Linked DNA regions of Capra hircus: regions 1 and 2 are each linked to region 3. The links are chromatin contacts, called in public Hi-C maps. All regions are on one chromosome and are shown on one strand. The core of a region is the stretch at or near the end of the contact, and the rest is flanking DNA. Distances in the headings are between cores, read along the strand shown. Region 1 has its middle 16 kb from the start of TMCC1. Region 2 has its middle 19 kb from the start of PLXND1. Region 3 overlaps TMCC1 (transmembrane and coiled-coil domains protein 1).

Region 1 (4,270 bases), core at 1,110-3,609, 67 kb before region 3:
TGGTGTTGGAGAAGACTCTCGACAGTCTCTTGGACTGCAAGGAGATCAAATCAGTCAATCTCAAAGGAAATCAGTCCCGAGTATTCATTGGAAGGACTGAAGCTGAAGCTGAAGCTCCAATACTTTGGCTACCTGATATGAAGAACTTACTCACTGGAAAAGACCCTGATGCTGGGCAAAATTGAAAGCAAGAGGAGAAGAGGATGACAGGGGGTGAGATAGTTGGATGGCATCAGAGACTCGATGAACATGAGTTTGAGCAAGCTCCCAGGGGGTTGGTGACGGACAGGGAAGCCTGGCGTGCTGCAGTCCATGGGGTCACAAAGAGTCAGACACGACTGAGCGACTGAACTGAGCTGATGAAAAGGTCTGAAGTACCAACATTTACTACTACACAGATGAACCTTGCAATCATGCTAAAGTGAAATGAGCCAGATAAAAAAGAACAAATATTATATGATTCCAATTATATGAGGTACCTAGAGTGGTAAATTCATAGAGTGGAAAGCAGATTAGTGGTTCCTAGATTCAGAGAGGAGGGGATAATAGAAAGTCATTGCTTACTGCTTACGTAAAGCAGTACTTCAGGCTGAAATGAAAGGACACTCAAGAGTAACTCAAATCGACAGGAAGAAATAAAGAGCACCAGCATAAAGGCATCTACCTAGGTAATTCTAGAAGATAGCATAAATACATTCTTTGGTGTATAGCTCTTTTTTCTTTTGTTTAATTTTTAAACAAAAAGTGGGTAAGCTTATAACACATGAAGATATCATTTGTGTGGCCATAGGAGGACGAAGAAGGGGAGGGAACAGAACCTTAAAGGAGCCCTGGGCACATCGGTCATCATCTCAGCCCCCAAAGCCTGGTTCAGGCCCTGGCTCCCGAGTCAGTCATCTGACCTTTATTGGTCGCTCACTCTGGGGGATCTAGTGGTGGCCAAGAGAGACCCAGTGGTCCCTGCCTTTGCACACAGAGCTCCTGGCCCCAAAAGACAGGTGAGAAGGAGTTTTTCAGCGTCTGCTCAGAGCAGAGGGACTGGGTCCTGCTTGTGAGTTTTAGAGGAATTTTGTCAGGCTCTGGCATTAGGGCTTCCCTGGGGGCTCAGATGATGAAGAATCTGCCCGCAATCAGCAGACCCAGGTTCAATCCCTGGGTAGAGAAGATCCCTGGAGAAGGGAACACTGCCCACTGCAGTATTCTTGCCTGGAGAGTCCCATTGACAGAGGAGTCTGGCAGGCCATGGCCTGTGGGGTCACAAAGAGTCAGACTTCCACTTTCTTTCACTTTTGGCTTCAGGGAGAGAGTTCCAGGTATGAGGCAACCTTCCATTTTCTGCACCGCACTTTCCTCCTTGTTTCTGCTGCCCCTCCTCGACCTCTGCTCTTTCAATTGGTTGTTCATTATGCGAAGCCTCCGCTCTCACCTTGACCTGGGAGCTAGGGGTGGAGGATGGGGCGGTGGGGCAGGAAAGTTGTGAGAGTGTGGCATGGGAAAGGGGGGTGGCACTAGAATCGGCGCGTGCAGAGCTCTCACCATCTACCCCCAAGCCAGTGCTCCTGCTTGCCCTCCTGTCCAGATACACACACAGCTCTCCTTGCAAAAATTCAGCAGTAGAAACTGTTCTTACCCCTGCACATATAATTGTGTGTGTACGCGTGCGTGTAACAGGATGCTAAACTGCAGCTTCCTACTCAGTCACCAAGATAAAATGGATAAGGCATTCCAGGCCACGATGCAAATGGTCAGAGGAAATTAACAAAAACCCACTGTAAGACCTTAGAAGGTTTTCCAAGCATTGAGGATCTCATGATCTAGTTATTGGAGATTAAATAAATTTCTGAGTGGTTAGTGGCTCAATTGTGTCTGACTCTTTGAGACCTTGGACTATAGCCTGCCAGGTCCCTCTGTCCATGGGTTTCTCAAGGCGAGAATACTGGAGTGGGTTGCCATTCCCTTCTCCAGGGGATCTTCCCAACCCAGGGATCAAAGCCGGGTCTCCTGCATTGCAGGCAGATTCTTTACCCTCTGAGCCACCAGAGAAGCCCAAATCTGTGACAGCCCTCATATAGAAGGGAGGAATCGTGGCCCCAGCGCTCTGCCAGTGCAAGGAGGTGGCAGTTGTGAGAGACTGGGGTTTTTCTTGGTTTGCTGCTCTGGCTGGGGCCTGGCCTGGGAAGTGAGAAGTTCCTCGACTCTGGGAAGAGAACAAGGGGTTGTGATGGCATGGTCTCTCACTACAATCAGAGGCCAAGAGCTCAGGAAAGGAGCAGCCAGCAGGGGCCCCCAGGGCAGGGCTCTCGAGGGCAAGAGCCAGCCAGGGCAGGTGTGGGCTGACTCCTTCCAGCTTTCCTTTCACTCCCTTAGGGTTTCACAAGACTGTGTGAGGGCCCCAGGCTGCACTCTGTTTACTCAGAGGAATCAGGTGAGAAGCAGTGTGGGGAGGGGGAAGGTTCTAGAACAACCAGCCGGGCAGCCTGACGCAGCAGGTCAGAGGCAGCTGATGGATGGGGTGGACAAGCAGTTAATCTGTGAATAATGACTCTGGGACCACAGCCTCCCACGGCGAGTGGGTGACATTAGAGGTCGTGGCGGGGCATGGCTGGGGGATTTAGGAGGCGACTTCAGAAGGGAGGCGCCTGATGTTCGGGAGCCTGAAAGGGATCAGACTTTGGAGAAGAGGCAGACAGTGGAGCGTCACGAGGGCAGGGGTTCTCTGCAGCCAGACTGCCCGGGGGTGAGTCCCAGGGATGCTGGAGGTTGATCCATCTCTCTCTGTGATCTCGGCTGTCAAAGTGAGGGTGTATGAGGATTAAATGAGTGGGTGCTGGGAAGTGCTGAGAGGAAAGCCCGGGAGGTATGTGTTTATGAAATAAATAACGGTGCTGAGTGAGGGGGGAGATGGGGGCTGTGTGGTCAGATTACAGACAGTTCCTGTGAGGCACACTGAAGATTCTCCCCAGGCCCTTCGCAAAGAGGGGTGAAGGCAGGTTCACGGGTTTTGAGGGCAGATGGAAGGAGATTCCTGGTCCCAAATGAGGTTTCTGCAGGAGTGAGAGGCTCCCTCCTCAAACCCACTCTGGGTCCTGACCTTACTCCCAGGGCTGAGAGAAGAGGGAGGGAAGGGGAAAAAAAAAAACAACCAAAGGCTGTTTAGCTTTCTCTCAAAGCCTTTCCTTCCCTTTGGTAGCATTGTGAGGGCCAAGCAGAGGTCATTCCATTTCTGTTTCTCTAATCTGCTTCCAGCCCAGCGGCAGGCGCACAGAGGCCTAAAATTCCTGTCAGCCGCCAGGTTGGATCCTGTCAGACTCTGGCCCCCAGGGCCGCTAGGCCTCTGCTCACTAGGCGGGCACTCCGTGCGGGCCTCACTCACTGGCATCCCCTGCCCACTCTGAAGTCTGGAGGTGGCATTCAAAGGGACAGAGCCTGAGAGCTGGGGCTAGTAGGGGGGCAGGGGGTCTCCTTAAGAGGGGCTGAGGCCCAGCCAATGGCCTCAGGATCCTGGGACGGGCCAGGGTCTCTGCGGTTGTCTTGACTGGCCCTCCCTTTTGGATAGCTGTGGACACTGAGTCCCAGAAAGGGGAGGTTTTGTGGTTTTCTGAGCTGCACTGCTTCCCCTCCCCGGCTTCAGCCAACTTTATTCAGAAACTGTTATCTTCCAGAAAAACTTCTAAAGATCCTGAGAAGGAAAGGCCCCAGACTGCTGGAGTTCAAAGTCCTGGCCGCAGTCTCCCAGGAGAGGTGGGCCCTTGCTTATCGTCGTTGAGGCCTGCCCCAAGGCCGCAGGTGCGAGGCCTCGCACTAAGGCCACAGAAGCAGAGCCCAGAACCAAGGTCACCTCTGAAGCTGACGGAGCCCCTTTGTAACTGCTGGTCATCGCTCACAAGCTTCCAGACTCCCAGTCAGGCAGCGATGCCCGCTCCAGTAAACACCCTATAGTGCCCCAACCGATCGCCTAACACCAGCTGTCCAGCAGGAATTTTCTTTGTCTTCAGGCTCTAAAACTGGCTATTAACCCATGAAAACTGTTGACTCCCCCTGGTCTGTCAGGCGTTGTTGGCCCACTGTGCCTGTACTGCCCACTTTATCTCTCTGCTCTTGGCTCTTCATAAACTCACTCCCTTCTGAAATGCTCTGTGTCTGGAAATTCTTTTCCAGCTTGCTCTTGGACTGCCTCATCACCCATCCCTGGCCTCTGGGCCTCAGTTCCTCCAGGTGCAGGTGAAGGGCGAGGCCCTGGGGGTTCTGTAAAGATGTGAGAGAGGGTGGC
Region 2 (4,822 bases), core at 1,238-3,737, 120 kb after region 3:
GTTGACACTGTAAGCTTGAGCTGTTTGATCACTCCACGGTACACATCCCATGAAGCTGAAGAGCGTAGTGGCCCCGTGTACACTCGTGTAGACAGCACACAAACCAGCTCCTCTGTATTAATGAGAATTCGTGTCAGTTTCTCTGAAACTTGTCTTCAGTTCGATTCCTCTCACAAAGTTTTAGCCCAGCGTAATTTATTCTTGGGGCTTCCCTGGTGGCTCAGTGGTAAAGAACCCACCTGCCAATGCAGGAGACGCAGGTTTGATCCCTGGGTCAGGAAGATCCCCTGGAGAAGGAAATGGCACCTCACTCCAGTACTCTTGCCTGGAGAATCCCATGGACAGAGGAGCCTGGTGGGCTGCAGTCCATGGGGTCGCAGAGTCAGACACCACTTAGCGACTGAACAACAACATACACTTTAAAAATATATTTATTTATTCAACTTTGCTGGGCCTTAGCTGTGGCATGTGGGATCTGGTTCCCTGACCAGGGACTGAACCTGGGCCCCTTGCATTGGGAGTGCAGCGTCTTAACCACTGGACCCCCAGAGAAGTCCTCAACAGTATATTCTCATGCCTGAAAGTCACTTGCTGATCATACCATCTTCTGCGACAACAACCGGTTTCAAATTTTTAAAAATTTTCTGTGCTCCTAAGTTACTAAGTGCAAACTGTTATTCTGCAAAGGTATGATTACAAATACTAGTACATGACTGATCAAAACTATAAATATTATAAGTTTTGATAGATACTGATGACACAAAGTATTATTTCACATGACATTTGTAATGGTTTAACTGGATTTCCCGTCTTGTGTACCAGTGGAGAAGTATCTACAGCTCCGTCTCTTCTTCATTCTTATTTTTACGGCTGTAAGCACTCAGAAATCTTGTCACATAAATAAGGAACAGAAAAGGAAGGAGTCCTGGGGGAACGTTAACCATGTTCCCTCCGTTTGCGTTTTACACCGGAAGTCAATAGTAATCCATCAGAAAGAGTTATTTTTTGTTGCCACCTGGTGACTGGCATTATTATGTGTGCATGATTCCATTTTTCTTAATAAAAGTTAAAGACATGATTACTCTCTGTTAGTTGACAAAAGGATTGGGTTCTCCTGCCATTTTGCTGCAAGCAAGAAATGGAAGCCACTGGACCGGCCAAAGGATTTATCTCCCAGTGCTGGCAGCCCTTAGAGCCTTTCTCCCTCTCCAGACCCAGCACAGGACTTCCCCTGGCCTTGCCAGCTGGGGGCATTTGCCATTGTTTCCCAAAGCAAGAAGCTGTTTCCTCAAGGAGTCATTTGAAACCCTTGGTGAATGGCTGGGGAGCAGCCCTTGGCCAAAGGACCTGCACAAATGGGTTCAGGCCAGGAAGAATGAAAAAGAAAGACTCCATCTCAGGCTGTAAGTGCATTCTCTGGCCCGCTCCGCCTCTCCCACACACCCTGCCCAGAATCTGCTACCTTGCAGTAGAGAAGACCTGAGTGGGACCTGCCCCGGGGACGTGTGGTTAAGGAGGGTGAGGCTGCAACTCTTCACATGCATCTTTTTCAAATACTTCAGCCTGAGAAGGCTTAGTGAATGCATTTCATTTAACATAAAAACAAACAACTAAATGTGATCCGGGATTTGGAATGCAGATGGGGTACGGGAATGCTATAAAAGGCCTCGTTGGGACAACTGGCAATATTTGAATAATATTTTGCCGAGTATATAAGTCTTGCATCACCATTACATCGCCTGATCTTGAAAGCCCTACTGCGGTTGTGTAATAGGATGTCCTTGTTCTTGGGAAACACACACTGAAGGATTTAGGGTTCAAGGGGCAGCACGACTGCAATTTACTCTCCCCATGCTTGGGGGAGAACTTGAATATACATAGAGGGGGGTCCGAATGCTAACACTTGATGAATCTTAGTTAAGAAAGTCCTAGAGTCCTCTGTACGAGTCTCAGAATTTTTCCGTAACTTCAAAAACGATTCAGAAAAAGACTCTGGCGCTTCAAGCCCGGTCTCTGTTGCCGCCTAGCGGCTACTGAGGGGATCGCACCCTCCCTGGCGAAGACGTTTAAACTCCCGGCCTCCGGCAGCGGCTCCCGGCGGATCAGAGATTCCCGCCCAGGGCATCCATCCCTGGCTGGGCAGGTTTGATTTTCCAATCCTAGGTCCATCCGCCATCTGTGAACCATTGCAGGCGCCTTTCTTGTGCAACCAAGGTGAGGTCACGGTAATGTTGGTTGGAGAGGAGTCAGTTTCAGAGCGTCTTCCAACCCAGATGCTTTCTGCAACCAGGGAAAGCGAGGCCGGGAGAGGGAACGTCGTCGTCGAGCATAGCTGGAAACGAAGCCTTCCTGACTTCTCTGTTCTCAGCAAACTGCCGGCCCGTCTCTTCATCGAGTTTGACTCAGATGCAGCCCCTAAACTCTGGGCTCCCACGAGTCGGCTCTCTGACTTCACTCCCTCCCACCAGGCGCCTCCGCCAGCCGGCCTCGTACGGGGTCTCGGTCCACACGGCTCCTCTGCCCCGACTGCGCCCCACCCCGTCCCCCCGGGCTGCCTCTTTCTCCCGTGCTTTCTGCCAGGACGTCACCTGCTCAGAGCCTCCGGTGACCACCCCTCTCGTTGAGCCTTCCCTCACCGGTCTCCCAGCTTGTGCAACCGTGCAGTCACCTACTTGTCGTCTAAACGATGCTCTGCGCCCCCTCTGCCCCCGCCCCACACTGGAATGGGAGCCCCCTGCAGACGAGACCCTCTCTGGTTTCCCTCGTTCAAAGCGGGGGCGCTGGCAAGGACAGCGAGGTTTGCCCCGTCTCCCTGATTCCCCAGCTTTGCAGCCACGTGACCCTCGGCGAGGGACTGTCTCCTGCCACCCCACCCACCCACCCGCCAGCGGCGTCTGTGATTTCGGAGGGGCCCAAAGCCCCAAGGGGAAGGGGGAGCGGGTGGCGGAGTGACCTCTGGGGACGGCGCGGCGGGGCGCGCGGGGCTCGGTCCCCGGCGCTGGCCTCCCTCCTGCAAACGAGGAGGGGAGGACACGGGCAAGGGGAGGCGCCACTGCGCGACCCGGGGGACCCCCAGCCCCGGGCCCGCGGAGGGTCCCTCCCCCGGGACAATGTGGGGCGGGGCCGGAGCGGACGTGCGGACAATGGCCCTCGCCCACCCGGCGCCGCTTCCGGCCTTTCACCAGCCCCGGCGGGCGGGAGCGGGCACCGGGGAGGCCGGCGCGGCTCTCGGGGCCACGCGTCCCGGCCCGGGAGGGACTAGGCGGCACCCGCGCGTGGAGACTTCCGCGGCCCGCACGACTGCGGCGCCCTAGGAGATGAGTACCCCCCTGCCCCGTCCCGCAAGTGGCCGACAAGGGGAGTGGTGGCTTTAAAAAAAAAAAAGGTTTTGCTTTGTTTTTTTATTATCGAGATATAATTTAGCTAGAGGGAAATGGACAGATGTCAAACGTGAATGTTTACAGGGTTATACCCTGGAGAAGGAAATGGCCACCTAGCCCAGTATTCTTGCCTGGGAAATCCCATGGACAGAGGAGGCTGGGGGGACTACAGTCCATGGGGCCCCTAAGAGAATGAGCGACTGAAAAACGACAACTATCCTTATTCATGAGGGCTCCACCTTCACGACTACTCACGCTGCGAAAGATCCCCCCTCCTAATGCAATCACATTGTGGATTAGGACTTAACAGATGAATTTGAGAGGGGGACCGCGTTTGACCCACGGCAGAGCCTCCGGAAGAGTCATTGAAAAACAAATGAGGAAAGAGGGGAATGAACACAGGTGCTGTCCAGAAGCCCAGGATGTGGGAGGCAGGCAGCAATCTCATGCATCCTGCAGGCAGGCAGGCCCTGCTCAGGCCATGCTGCGGAGCCACCTCCTGAACCTGGGCGGCACCTGGAGGCCCCGCCCTGCCTCCCTTGTGCTCTGAGTTTTGGAAGATGGGGAGGTGGGGCTAGGAGGAGCCTGCCTCCCAGTGTTCAGCAGGTCTTCGTTGCACATGTGCTGTGTGCGGGCCACTCTGGCACAAAGCACCAGCCACTGCCCTGGTGGAGGTGCCAGTCCGTCAGGAGAGGTGGTTGACAGCCCCGATGAGCCGATGAGCCGGGAGCGCCCCTGTGGAGGGGGCCGTGGCAGCAGACATTCGAGTGATGAGAAGGCAGCAGCCCCGGGGGAAGGGCGTAAGAGGCAGAGGGAACAGCAAGGGCCAAGGCCGGGGGCTGAGAGAATGGCAGGTGGACTGAAGAGAGAGCGCAGGGGCAGCAGGAGGGGTCAGGACCGGCCAGGGCGCCAGGGGAGAGGGCACCTTGGTTGGCTTCGGGGGCAGAGACAGAGTACCACCGCATGGCAACAGAAATTTCTTTTCCTGCAGTTCTGGAGGCTGGAGTGCTTCCCTGATGGCTCACACAGAAAACCATCTGCCTGCAACTGGACCCCTGGGTCAGGAGGATCCCGTGGAGAAGGGAATGGCTTACCCACGCCAGTATCCTTGCCTGGGAAAGCCCACGGGCAGAGGAGCCTGGCGGGCTACAGCCCATGGCGTCGCAAAGAGCCCCACCGGGCTCACTGGAGGCCACAAGTCCAAGGTCAAGGCGTCAGCGGGTTTGCCTTCCCCTGACGTCTCTCTCCTTGGCCTGCAGATGGCCCCCTTATCACTCTGTGCGGAGACTTGTCTGTGCCCCAATCTCTTCTTATAAGGACACTGGTCCCGTTGGCCTGGGGCCCACCCATATGACCTCAACTTAATCACCCCCTTGAAAGGCCCTGTCTCCAAATCCAGTCACATTCCGAGGTGCTGGGGGGTGGGACTTGAGGATGTGAAT
Region 3 (4,560 bases), core at 811-3,310:
GCAAAGGGTAAGGTCCCAAAGGCCTGTACTGTGAGGAAATGTTACGGAAGTTGGATTTTTTTGGCATTGTTAAAGGGGAGAACATGATAATGCACGTCAAGGCCGTTAGCTGTAGCCACCTGTCTGCCGTGCCTGATGGGTGAGGAGCAATACTTGAAACGTTTCTTACTAATGAGAGTTTAATCTGTATGTCTTATTTAAACTTAGGTTGCATGGTCTAAGTGTTCAGTTCAGTTCAGTCGCTCAGTCATGTCCAGCCCTTTGTGACCCCATGAATCGCAGCACACCAGGCCTCCCTGTCCATCACCATCTCCCGGGGTTCACTCAAACTCACGTCCATTGAGTCAGGGATGCCATCCAGCCATCTCACCCTCTGTCGTCCCCTTTTCCTCCTGCCCCCAATTCCTCCCAGCATCAGAGTCTTCTCCAATGAATCGACTCTTCGCATGAGGTGGCCAAAGTACTGGAGTTTCAGCTTTAGCATCATTCCTTCCAAAGAAATCCCAGGACTAATCTCCTTTAGAATGGACTGGTTGGATCTCCTTGCAGTCTCAAGAGTCTTCTCCAACACCACAGCTTAAAAGCATCAATTCTTCGGCACTCAGCTTTCTTTACAATCCAACTCTAGCATCCATACATGACCACTGGAAAAACCATAGCCTTAACTAAACGGACCTTTGTTGGCAAAGTAATGTCTCTGCTTTTCGATATGCTGTCTAGGTTGGCCATAACTTTTCTTCCAAGGAGTAAGTGTCTTTTAATTTCATGGCTGCAGTCACCTTCTGCAGTGATTTTGGAGCCCAAAAAGATAAAGTCTGACACTGTTTCCACTGTTTCCCCATCTATTTGCCATGAAGTGATGGGATCAGATGCCATGATCTTCGTTTTCTGAATGTTGAGCTTTAAGCCAACTTTTTCACTCTCCTCTTTCACTTTCATCAAGAGGCTTTTTAGTTCCTCTTCACTTTCTGCCATAAGGGTGGTGTTAGTACTTTTCAAAAAAACGAAATTGAACCAAGTCAAGAGCTTACTGACTTTATTTGACAATTCATGAATTGGGCAGCATTCAGTCTGAGCAAATAGAAACGAACTCTGAAGAGCTGTACAGAATAAAAGACTTCTAGGCAGAAGGGAGCAGGAACAGGAAGTTACAAAAAGTGTGTTGGTTATTGCTAGGTTACTCTCCTTACAGAGGATGGCAAGGGTTACGTGCTGCTGCTGCTGCTGCTGCTGCTAAGTCGCTTCAGTCGTGTCCGACTCTGTGTGACCCCATAGACGGCAGCCCAGAGGCTCCCCCGTCCCTGGGATTCTCCAGGCAAGAACACTGGAGTGGGTTGCCATTTCCTTCTCCAATGCATGAAAGTGAAAAGTGAAAGTGAAGTCGCTCAGTCGTGTCGGACTCTTAGCGACCCCATGGACTGCAGCCTACCAGGCTCCTCTGTCCATGGGATTTTTCCAGGCAAGAGTACTGGAGTGGGGTGCCATTGCCTTCTCCGGCAAGGGTTACCTAACTAGTGCTAATCAGCAGTTCCTGGTTGGCTGGTTTGGGTCCATTTCTGGGAGAGGCAAAAAACTGTAATTTAGTTCTCAGTTTGATGATGTGAGAATTAGCATAAGAGACTCCATTTGGGGCCTACTGTGTTTTGTTTTGTTTTTAAATAAACTTACTGTGTTTATATGTAGCTTTTAAAATAGTCATGTCCAGTGGCCTTGTCAAAGGTGTAGACTAAAACCCATTCTTTCTCATTCAGTAACAAATAGCTTGTAGACTTAGAGTATGTGGATTTCCCAGGGTTTATAAATAAGGAACACTACCCTCCACAGTAAATTACTGCAGGATGGCATTCTACTCTGTTCAAATGAAAGGGAGGTTTGTAAGATTGAGTTAATTGAGCTGTGTGCAAAACCAGAAAGCCTAGGTATAATGTTCTTCCAAAGGGGAAAGAAACGAGGTGATGGGAAGGATAATTCCTGTTGCTGACCACAAGGTGGTACCCCTAGACCAGGAGAAGTAGGCGGAAGTGAGGAGATGACTCCTACTGTGACAGGCCATTAACAATGAAGGAATTATACCTTGAGAAGTCACTAGCTCAGGGAATTGTTAGGATATGGGCTGGATTGAGTAGTGACTATCATACGTAGTAGTAGGCGCTCTTTTAAAGTACTGAACTGAGTTGGTAACTGTGGAAATGGAATTGACGATAGAAGAGTGGGTAGAATTTACTGACAATGTTAGAATTAAAAATAGAGATACTGTTGTGTGGCCGAAACCAGCACAAATTGTAAAGCAATTATCCTCCAATTAAATAAATAAATAAATAAATAAATAAATAAAGTGAATTCCCTGGTGGTCCAGTGGCTGGAACTCCAGGCTTGCAATGCAGTGGGGTCTGGGTTCAATCCCGGGTTGGGGAACTGGATCCCATACGCTGTAGCCAAAGATCCCATATGCCACAGCTGAGACCCAGTGCAGCCAAATAAGTGAGTAAATAAATACTTTTTAAAATAATTAAAGATAAAATTGAAAGTCCTAAAGTCTGCTTGGGAGAACTAGTAAAATAATGTCTATTTTCCTAAAAACAAAAACATTGAAAATTGTATTTTTAAAATTAAAACCAATAGAGATCTTTCTCATTTGTGTATTTCGTGTCAGTTTGGTAGCTGATACTATCAAGGAAATGATATCATCAAAGAAATGATACGGAATGGAAAAGTAGGGATAAATCAGAGATGAAGTTGTGTTTTCAGTTGTTCTGTAGTAAAGGTACTTTATAGAACAAAACTCGTATGCCAAAGGAAGTAACTTTTAGGCTTATTGACCCTAACTCAGAGGTCTAGAATGTGTGAAATGAAATGTGTGAAATGAAATGTATGAAATGAAACTTCCCAACCCAGGGATCGAACCCAGGTCTCCCTCTTTGCAGGTGGATTCTTTACCAGCTGAGCCACAAGGAGGTCCAGAATGTGTATGTTTGTTTTAATGCAGTATGTTTCTGTGGTGACCCACAAGATACCTTTATTATCCTTAATGGTCTTACGCTGAATTTTAATGTGATTTTCCTAAGAGTGGATTTGAAGGTGTAGCTAGGATGTTCTTGACCTTGGTAGACTTACCATGCACAGTTATCATCATAAGGATGCCTCTCCAAGTTCTGTTTGGTTTTGTTTTTAACATCTGAGTTGTATTCCTTCTGTGATGAAGGCTCAACATAATGCAAAGGCAAGTTTACTCTTTAAGTTAAATTTAACCTCCTTTTCCTTTATATTAAAAAATATATAGAGACTTTAGAGTAATTAGACCTCTAAAGGAACATAGTATGTACCTATACCTTCTGCTTTCCCCTTTTATTCACAGAGGATTTGAGTACTTTATCAGTAGCCTTCAATCTTAAGAGGGAGGGAGAATTTTGGCCCCCAAAGTCCACTACTGCTTTTTATTTTTTTTAAATCCAGAACATTGTTACAAGAATTTGTCTTGTGACTGTTAGCTTCCCAAAGACTCATAGGTAGATAAATAGAAGGCCAGACCAGGATCATGTATGATAGAAGATAATTACTAGAACAGATTGTGATCATAATGCTGCATTATATGTAAAGAAAGGTAGGCAGCTTTGGCAGTTAGCACAGTATTGGGCTTTAGTAAGTATTTGTTAATATTTGACTTGTTTTGATGTTACATCATCGTGACCTGTGATTTCATCAGTCAATGGGAGGTGACCAGATTTCATACTTCAGGATCAGCATATATTTATTAGGCATTAGTGTCTCATTTTATGTATGGTTTGACTTTGAAAGCATCTTGTTTCCTAAATAGAATCCTTTAAGATATGCAAAAAATGTTTGATTTCAAAAATCAGTCTTGGAGAGATCTCTTTGTAAAAAGAATTAGCAAGGATTTATTGGTTTATATATTACAAAAATGTATCTTTAGCCAAAGATCAAGTAAAATTTTTGTTGGTGGTAGTTTAGTCGCAAAGTTGTGTCCGATTCTCGTGACCCCGTGGACTGTAGCTCACCAGACTCCTTTGTCCATGGAGTTTCCCCGGCAAGAATACTGGAGTAGGTTGCCATTTCCTCCTCCAGGAGATCTTCCCAACCCAGGTCTCCTGCATTGCAGGTGGATTCTTTACTGACTGAGCTATAGAACTGGCAATTACATTTTATTTTATCACAGTAACATTTTACTGGGGTAAAGAGCCCTGACACAGATTTCGATATCATTGTAATGAAGAAGCTAAGAATTTAGAAACCTTGGTTGCAAAATGAGCCCCTTGCAACACAAATGACTTTCAGCCAAAAGATCGCTGGGTATTGCCAGGTGATTAGCAAGAACTCAAAGACTATTAAGACTATGGGCTAAGCCTAAGCAAGCTCCTCATTTTACAGACCCAAAAATGTTGGGAAAACAGCCTGAGGTAATGCAGCTAACTGTGATACTAGGGACAGATCCCTGGGTTCCTTCTGATTTCATGTTCAGCTTTCTTGTCTTTTTATCCTGTTTGTATGTCAGAGAATTGAAGAACATGATTGTTATGATCAAGTAGGGGACAAGAAAGGGAG

The links. Hi-C and Micro-C count contacts between places; a contact is called where the count stands out from the background.
Region 1: a contact with region 3 is called in a Hi-C map of blood, with 2.1 times the contacts expected there. The contact joins two enhancer-like sites. A contact is called at or near these places in 2 of 5 Hi-C or Micro-C datasets (blood and liver).
Region 2: a contact with region 3 is called in a Hi-C map of liver, with 3 times the contacts expected there. The contact joins two enhancer-like sites. A contact is called at or near these places in 2 of 5 Hi-C or Micro-C datasets (blood and liver).

The regions. Positions count from the first base shown.
Region 1 is chr22:55,911,097-55,915,366 of ARS1.2, forward strand. No RefSeq gene overlaps it. Among named protein-coding and RNA genes, the nearest start is that of TMCC1, 16 kb to the right of the region's middle. Within about 2 kb of position 2,360, at least 2 of the 5 cell types and tissues checked have an H3K27ac peak or open chromatin away from gene starts, as enhancers often do.
Region 2 is chr22:56,095,499-56,100,320 of ARS1.2, forward strand. No RefSeq gene overlaps it. Among named protein-coding and RNA genes, the nearest start is that of PLXND1, 19 kb to the right of the region's middle. Within about 2 kb of position 2,488, at least 2 of the 5 cell types and tissues checked have an H3K27ac peak or open chromatin away from gene starts, as enhancers often do.
Region 3 is chr22:55,978,306-55,982,865 of ARS1.2, forward strand. The region is part of intron 5 of TMCC1 (transmembrane and coiled-coil domains protein 1); the gene reads left to right. Among named protein-coding and RNA genes, the nearest start is that of TMCC1, 51 kb to the left of the region's middle. Within about 2 kb of position 2,061, at least 1 of the 5 cell types and tissues checked has an H3K27ac peak or open chromatin away from gene starts, as enhancers often do.